3 separate regions of the Mus musculus genome follow, and all the other regions are linked to region 2. A link is a contact called in public Hi-C data. All regions are on one chromosome and are shown on one strand. The core of a region is the stretch at or near the end of the contact, and the rest is flanking DNA. Distances in the headings are between cores, read along the strand shown. Region 1 has its middle 43 kb from the start of Gm29999. Region 2 holds the start of Npy2r (neuropeptide Y receptor Y2). Region 3 has its middle 48 kb from the start of Map9.

Evidence for each region. Hi-C and Micro-C count contacts between places; a contact is called where the count stands out from the background.
Region 1: a Hi-C map of adipose-derived mesenchymal stem cells shows a contact between it and region 2, with 2.6 times the contacts expected there. The contact joins the enhancer-like site here to the promoter of Npy2r in region 2. A contact is called at or near these places in 2 of 484 Hi-C or Micro-C datasets (adipose-derived mesenchymal stem cells and uterus), 1 of 115 datasets of contacts at active chromatin or transcription factors (embryonic stem cells) and 3 of 9 other capture datasets (adipose tissue, liver and pancreatic islet).
Region 3: a Hi-C map of ventral hippocampal neurons shows a contact between it and region 2, with 2.9 times the contacts expected there. The contact joins the enhancer-like site here to the promoter of Npy2r in region 2. A contact is called at or near these places in 1 of 39 promoter capture datasets (hippocampal neurons), 11 of 484 Hi-C or Micro-C datasets (the N1E-115 cell line, adipose-derived mesenchymal stem cells, cerebral cortex and 6 more), 3 of 115 datasets of contacts at active chromatin or transcription factors (VIP interneurons, forebrain and neural progenitor cells) and 2 of 9 other capture datasets (adipose tissue and pancreatic islet).

The regions. Positions count from the first base shown.
Region 1 is chr3:82,706,560-82,709,540 of GRCm38.p6, forward strand. No RefSeq gene overlaps it. Among named protein-coding and RNA genes, the nearest start is that of Gm29999, 43 kb to the left of the region's middle. Within about 2 kb of position 1,287, at least 17 of the 459 cell types and tissues checked have an H3K27ac peak or open chromatin away from gene starts, as enhancers often do. A contact at or near this core is called in adipose-derived mesenchymal stem cells, where this site is marked.
Region 2 is chr3:82,546,676-82,549,393 of GRCm38.p6, forward strand. It overlaps Npy2r (neuropeptide Y receptor Y2), which reads right to left and starts at 1,410. Exons shown (of 2, transcript NM_008731.3): 1 at 1,162-1,410.
Region 3 is chr3:82,405,073-82,407,772 of GRCm38.p6, forward strand. No RefSeq gene overlaps it. Among named protein-coding and RNA genes, the nearest start is that of Map9, 48 kb to the left of the region's middle. Within about 2 kb of position 1,394, at least 26 of the 459 cell types and tissues checked have an H3K27ac peak or open chromatin away from gene starts, as enhancers often do. A contact at or near this core is called in the N1E-115 cell line, VIP interneurons, cortical neurons and 2 more, where this site is marked.

The DNA of each region.
Region 1 (2,981 bases), core at 37-2,536, 160 kb after region 2:
GTCCTTCTAAAATGCAATGAAATTTCACCTTCTCCACTGGAGCATTTCTAAGAAAGGGACCCTGATTTCTCAGTCCTGCTTCACCACAGTGAGACAAGTGTTTATACTCTGTACACCTGCACTGAGAATCAGAAACTTCGGAGGAACTGGAGTTGGGAGGGTGTGGAGTTTATCTGAATGATCCATGACCAACTCTCACAACAGATCCTGAGGTTAGACAACATGGCTAGGAAAGATCTAGATGCTCCCGGGACTAACTTCAGTACTGTGTGGCTTAGATACAATTCTTAAGAACTCCACAGGAGAGTATCAATTACCTGAGAGATTTTTAGGACAGCAATTCTCAACCTTCCTAATGTTGCGAACCTTTAACATCGTTTCATGTGTGTGGTGACCCCAACCATAAAATTATTTCTGTTGTTAACTTCATAACAGCAATTTAGCTACTGTTATGAATTGCAATGTAATATCTGATACGCAGGTTATCTGGGCCTTCCCTCCAGTCCTTGCCTCCTAACTTGGCCCACTGCTTTTGTGCTTTTGATGCAGAATTATGGCAGGAACACAGGATGGAAAAAGTATTCATACGTGGAAGTAAAAGAAAAAGAAGAGAAGCCAGAAGCCCAACCTTGTTTCCATCAACACTAACCTCTTCCCATTAGGATCCACCCCCTAGAAGTTCTGCCACTCCCAAGTGAGTCTGAGCTGGGGACAATGCTTTCCAAACACTGGCCTTCAGGATTCATTTACGATCCAAACTGCAGAGCCTTAAGACAATGAAGAGGAGCTCCTACTGAATTCCAGTCTATGAGTTCCTTGGGTCAGGGGTGGGATTTGACATGGCTTTCAAGGATGCATATAATATTACAAAAATAATAATAGAAAGGGAATGTGGTGAAAGAAATGTTTAAATGGAATGGTGACATAAGGCTTTAAAAATGTAAGAGAATAAGTATGCCTTTTGCTTAGCAGGGAGAAAAAATCATGCCTACAGACAAAGCCAGCCAATTTAAAGTGACAAGTCCATTGCAGAAGAGTATCTCTGAGAAATTAGTAAACTTTGGCACACTGTCTCTGGTGCCTAAAAAGTACTTTCTGAATCCCTTCCAATTGATTAAAAACTCACACCCATGAAGCTCCAAGGCCTCAAAATGTAATTCCCTTGTATGGTGTAAGAACTAACACGCTAATCCAGAACGACTTCTTCGTGACCTGACACCAAGTCTCTAGTACACTCTATCCAACCCACAGGAGATGACTCACCATGGCTTTGATTTACTGTTTCTTGACATCATTCCCTGAGTCATTTATTGTAGAGAGCCTTTGATCAACAGCCAGCCATAAGGTACAGGCATTTGGAGCCCCTTGCTGTTTTGGCTCCTTTTTCGGTGTTGCTAATAAAGAGTAAAGAGAATGGATGAACAATAGATCTGTAAAACAAAACTTATAGATGTGTCAACTGCTGTGTTAATCCATCGAGGGGTCAGACAGAACTCAGCTCTTGTTCGGCTCGCCTGAGTTTATGTTCACATTCACAGAGCAGTGTGTGGGTGAGTCCTAGTGCTCCTTTCCTTCTTCTGTCCACACCTTGGTTTCGTGTGGCCCCAGGAGACTGCTGCTCACAAGGCACAGGTTCCTAGGGAACCCAAGTCTTAAGATCCCTCCTCTTTGAGATGCTTCCTTTCTAATGAATCCAGCTCTGCTCTTTCCTTCAGGGTTTCTTCTTACAGTGTGTTCTCTCATGCCCCAAACCATTGCTGTTGCCATTATCACTCATCACTATCTGAATTCCAGTAGTCAGTTCCTCACAATGCATTGCTTACTCGGCTATTGCTCTGAAGTTTGTGTCAGCTGTTTTACTTTTCTCTTTTCCTTCTCCAAAGTGATGGCTCATCAAGATCAGATATCCATAAGTAGAAAGGGACTAAGAATGGGTCTTGATATCGAAAGGACCCAGATGTAGCTGTCTCTTGTGAGACTATGCCGGGGCCTAGCAAACACAGAAGTGGATGCTCGCAGTCAGCTAATGGATGGATCACAGGGCTCCCAATGGAGGAGCTAGAGAAAGTACCCAAGGAGCTAAAGGGATCTGCAACCCTATAGGTGGAACAACATTATGAACTAACCAGTACCCCGGAGCTCTTGACTCTAGCTGCATATGTATCAAAAGATGGCCTAGTCGGCCATCACTGGAAAGAGAGGCCCATTGGACACGCAAACTTTATATGCCCCAGTACAGGGGAACGCCAGGGCCAAAAAGGGGGAGTGGGTGGGTAGGGGAGTGGGGGTGGGTGGGTATGGGGGACTTTTGGTATAGCATTGGAAATGTAAATGAGCTAAATACCTAATAAAAAATGGAAAAAAAAAGAAAAAAAAAAGAATGGGTCTTGAAAATATTGCATGGCATGAATGTGGCCCAGATACGAAGGTGTATATTGAGTTTTGGTCTGTTGCTATGTATTGTAATGCTTAATACTGACCGCAAGTCTTGGCTGTCCCCAGGTATGAGAGAATCTGCACTTACACAAGTGATGCTATGTAACCTTGCCACCACATTATCCCTGATTGGTGAATAAAGATGCCTACAGCCTATAGCTGGCCATAAGATACGTAGTCAAGGTTTGAGGTTCCCAGGCTTGGGGCCAGGAATCAGAAAATGAAGAGGGAGGAAAGAAGCAGAGGAAGGAGAGAGGTAGATGCCATGGAGTAATGAATTGTAAGAACTGGTCATGTTTGGCCCACATGGAACATGGCAAGTCATAACTATGGGTTATTAATGGGGAAGTAGATTCTAATAGCTTAGAGGGTAGGTATCTGCCAAGCTCTAGCATATTAAAGGCTTATTATAAATATAAAAGTTGTGTGTCTTTTATCTGGGAACTAATTGATCAAAGGTGTGTAGAACCCTCTGACTTGAGATTCAATATCTACCACAACAGGTATACAGGAATCTGTTCAGTGGTTTAGAATTTTTTCTAAAC
Region 2 (2,718 bases), core at 160-2,659:
CCCTGGGCTGGGCAAAGCACTACCCAGGACACAGAATGTATCATTCACAACAGCACTTCTGGAAAAGTAGGAGAGTGAAAGAGAACGTGAGGGTAGACACTGCCACGCGTGACACTCCTGAGGCCCCCAGTCAAACCAGAAAGAGGCAAGGGGGAGAGCCTTTCCTTGAAACAAGGCAAAATGAGACATTCAGGTTATTCAAGAAATTCAAAACTCTGAATAGCGCTGTTCTCTTGAACAGGTGCCCCTTGACTGAGTTTATTACAGAAGCAGTCAGTGTAGAAAGGGAAATGATGCTTTTTTCCTTCTGACGCTCTAGGTGCTTTCTTTAATAAGCCAGAAACCTTCTCCTGCTTTAACTACATGCTGAAATCACTGGAATTGCAAGTTATTTCTGAGATAGAGTCACTCCAGGTGGGCAAAGTGTGACATCCCTGTCTAGCCCTCCTTCCAGTATTGTTTTCCCAGGGAAAACCCCCAAGTTCCATGCTACAAACTATAGTTGCCTGCACCTGTTGGATCTCCTGTGAGGGGAGATGCGGTCTTTAACACTGCAACATACAGGGCATTATTGTTTGCCTAAGTAGAGATGGATGGATCATCTGAAAAGTCAGCGAATGCTTCTCTTTCCTGTATTTGTGCTTCCTGTCTTTGACAGTAGTGTAGTCTCTTAAATGACACTGGGATTTTAATGACTAGTCTCTACTAAGAATGACATTTAAATATTACTGCCCCACCACCACCACCACCATGCCACACAACCACAGACTTCTACTAGTAGGTGACCCCATCTTGGGGAAATGAATGGAAGCCTAAATAAATCTCTATTTTTGAACAGCCTTAGAAAACCCTACATGATCTTGCACTTCAGAAAGTGCTTGAGTTTTAAAGAGGGGGCAAAGTCATATCTTACTGTCTCATACTGTAGCGCTCAATCAAGGAACAGTCTATAACCTTCAGCAGAAAAGAAAAAGTCCAGCAAAAGAAGAAAAGCGAAGTGGTACTAGCCCACCTAGTTCCAGTGTTCCACTTAATGCCTGGAGGGGTGGGCGGCTCCCCTTCGGAACACATCCCCATGCCCTCTTACCCCTGACAGGACCCGGGGCTCCTCTAGGGCTGTTCATGATCTCAGAAGGAGAACTGGAGTTTGAACTTACTTACTGTATTGACTCTTGCGCGTTCCTTCTCAGATGAGGAATCCAGGAATTTCAAGCAAGGGATTATCTAAACAGCCAGTCTGGAGACAGTCCTGGGAGGCACCCAAAGCAGGTCCGATTTGGTGTGAGCCAGCAAGTGAGATCAGAAGCAGGAGCGGCAAAGCGGAACAGCTGCAATGCTGTGCCTGCTCGGCTTCTCGGTGGACCTCTAAAGCCACTCGATCAGGGACCCCGCACTGCACAGCTCAGAGCCCCGGGTAGGAGTGGGTGGGGAGGGAGGAGGATCGGAGATAGAAGTGGAGAGAAACGCCGCCCTGGAAGGAAAGGACACAGGTAGGGGAACTGCGGAGCGAGGGAGTGAGGCAGATAAGTTCCCCGTAGTCAGAGACTGGAGATTAGTGTCCTCCAACCTTAGTTGCACGCTATGCAGCGTAGCGCCTCATCGTTCCTCGCCACCACTCCCTGCAGCTGCTATTCACTCCACTTAGGAGTTCACCTAATCTGCAGAGAAAAGTGCAGGGCAGTGGCGAACCCCGATGCAGGGAGGGAGCTGTGGTCCCTGGCTATGTGAACAGCGACAGACACCTCAGGCTTGCGGGTGTGGGCTGGAGAGAGGTTCCACACTTGGGGTGGAGGGGCAGAATCCCACTCTGGGCTAGGAGTTTCCTTGTGTAAAAACCAAGGAGGAGAACGAACTCCTCGCAGAAGCTGGATCCCAAGGACAAACAGCCAGCGCGCCCTGCCACACAGCGCAGGCACAGGAACTGTGGTTAACACGAGTCCAGTGCCTGGGGGACGGGAGCAGCAAAGCCCTTAACAGGTGTCCCTGGAACCCTGCGCCTTCAGATCACAAGCCCAGGTGTCCCAGCGGAACACTGGCAAAACTGTCCCTCGGGAAGAACGTAGAGAACAGCAGTGGGTCGTAAAACAGTCTTTCTTTGTCCAATTAGTTGACTTCAAAATTCTTCGCCTTTAGTTCTTGCACCATTCGAGATTTCGAGAGAGCAGGGAGACCATGCCTCGGGAAATGTTCCTCAGGAGTGAAGCCCGAAGGCTGAAAGAGGACATGCAGGACTTTCAGTCACGCTAGAGGGCTGTTTCAACCTTACCCTGCAAACTCTTCATTCACCAGCAGTCTTTCCAGAGGTTTGCTACAAGTCTCTTTTCCTTCAGATTTTAAAGGGGGCAGTAGAGACTTGAAAGCCAGGAAGCCAGGCTTGTCTTAACCACCGTGTCTCTCAGAGCTGCACAAGTCACCTCGCTGCATTGGATCACTCTTCTTGTTGTTTTCTTTTCTTTCTTTCTTTTTTAATTTATAAAATAAGGATGGCCACATTAGTTCTCAGAATGTCTCTGAAGGATACAAAACAATGATTCGATTTAGATTAGGTGTCTCGAAAAAAAAAAGTTATACTTAACCTATTTTTAAAAGACAAGTACTCCCCCACGTAGTAATAATTACTCCTTTATTGGGAAATGGATTTTCAGTCCCGTGGCCACTGAAAGTCACACACCCTAATTATAGGTCATAAGAAGTATAGAATCTGATATCAATCTTCAA
Region 3 (2,700 bases), core at 144-2,643, 140 kb before region 2:
TATAACATTTGTATGTGAATGAAATTATGCTAGATAAATAATTTGGAAGGTTTTCCATACTTTTTTGGTGCATTCAAGACTTAGTATTTTCCTTCTCTGAGTGTGCTCAGAAGCAGGTGTGAGTCTGACGGAATTTCCATCCCAGAGGGTTAACTGTTACGGACTGACTGCTGCAGGTTTAACCAGTGGTGTTACTTAATGCTGGGCCATTTGAGATGTCACAAACTTAGAAGCTGTCACAAGAGTGGGGCCACAGAATGGGACTGATGTCTGCAGACACTAAAGGTGACTCCCTTTTTCCCTTATGAAGGAGGACACAGTAAGAGGGTGGCTTTCTGCAACCAAGGAAGAAATCCCTCACAGAAGACAACCATGCCTGCATCATGATCATACTTAGTTCTTGGACTCATGAACTATCACAAAGTAAGCTTAAATTGTGTTGGATTATTCTAAGATAACCTGATCGGTGGTGGTTTGTTCATTTTAGATTTTGTTTTTCCTTCCTTCCTTCCTTCCTTCCTTCCTTCCTTCCAAACAAACAAACAAACAAACAAACAAACAAAAGTCTCCTAGTATGCAAGCCCAATAATACACGTGGCTTTATGTTCATTCCATTGTTCTATTTGTCTGAGCCAGACAACATTGTTAAAAAGCATAGATGTTAAGGCACATAAATAAGGAATGTTTTCTTAATTCATATATTAGATTTTTCGTCTTCCATTTGCTAAACTAGAGAACTCAGAGGTACACAGATGTTCTTGTCCGTCATCCATATATACCATATTTTCCTGAGATGCACACAGATGTTCTTGTCCGTCATCCATATATACCATATTTTCCTGAGATGCTTTATATTCTTTCCTATTACATATTATCCTCTGCCTTTCTCATTCATGCTCTGTGGGCCATCCATCGCTCTGTTGAAGGCAGTGTGCCTGTTCTATTCTCAGGATGACTCCTCCTGTCGCGTTCTGCTTTGGTATTGGCTCACTGGGATCTCTGACTCTATAGTTCCATGTCCTTTTGCGTTGCTTCCATATCTCACCTCACATGTTTAAAACTCTGCTTCATGGTTTGTTGTTGTTAATTTTATTGTGGCTTATATTCACTATGTCATAGGCTGACAATCCAATGGAGAAAACTTTTCTTATTTCTACCTTTTTTTCCCTCCATTTTAGAACTGGTAGTGGTTGTTTATACTTATTATTTCCATTTTGAATGATCTAAGTCAATCCTGACTAATTTATTTTTGGAAACATATTTAGAAAAAACTATCCAATATAGCAAAGCTGGCAGAATTTTAGCCTGATTCCCTGAGCTGCCTTTTCTGCTGTAAAGTAGTACATATGTGTATGAGTTTTTCTGGCACGTTATCTCACCACCCACGGAGACTGGCATCTGTGAACTGCTTGCCGAGCCCAGCATCTCTGCACTTCTCTGCCATCTCCACAGCACTTCTGCCATCTGACAGTTTACATTTTCTCTCTGAAAGGAAAATTGCCTATTACTATAGAGAGCCACACAGTCTTGGGTAAGGATCTCACTGTTGACAGATGCACCTTGTTATAGCAAGCTGCTTTAGTGCTAAAGGTTCTAACCTCCAAGTATACTGCTCCTAGGGAAATGAAAGCATCTCAGCAGATTATGTAGACTCTGCAGTGGCAAGAAATCAGATGGCACAGAGAGTGCTCTGTCTGCGTATGTCAATGTGACTGTGGGAGATTTTTCTCCTGAATTATTGCTTGGGCCCAGATGTCTCCCCTTGTCATCAGAATACAATTTTATATTTCTAAACAAATTTGTTTTTGTACTGCAGAGCTTCCCCTCTCCTTCAAATCTAGCCCCTAACCATCACCCCCAGCTTTGGGGTAGCCCCCTGCTATGGCCTCTCCTCACTCTCTGTTCCCATTTCTAGGAAACTGAGCAGATCATGATGGAAATCCTGCTTTTTATCTCACCTGTGGACCTCCCCCAACCCAGAACGGCACCTCCCTGCCCATTCTTATTTCTCAATGTTAACTTGAATATTTAGAAACATGGTTTTATTTTTCTATCTCATTACATTTTTATTTCCTTTGATTTTTTTTCTGTAAGAAAAGAAAAGGGGGTGAGGCAGTGCATTAAAATACACTTTCAAATAGAGAGAAGAAAAAGGAGACTTAGCTGGATCTGACATGCTCAGAACATATGAATCCAGACCCAATTAAAAAGGACGTCAACATTACTTACAAGAAGGATTAGATGAGAAAAGGCAAAGTGAGATGCTTAAAGGTATTTTAGAAACATGTTTTAACCAGAAGCCCCAGCAGACACACTTGTCAGGATCCCAGAGGAATTACCTGCCAGGTAACACATAGCCACCACAGCCTTTTAAGAACCAGAGAGGGCAATAAAAATCAAGAATAAAAACCCCACCTACCCAAGAAAGTCAAGACTATATATTAGCACCTAGAATTACCATCTTCCCAAGGCCAGACACTGAGACACCAGCATAAGAACTCAACTATTAACAGTCAGGATATTAAGTCTCCACTAGAGGACACAATCTTCCCGCAGCAGGCCCTGAGAGCTGCAACCTAACTGAATAACAAGACAAATATGTTAAAACAGCCCTTTATGAATGTGGCTGAGGTCCTTAAAGAGGAAATGAATAAGTCCTTCTAAGCAAACACAGTCGAAGGAAATGAACAGAACAGTTCA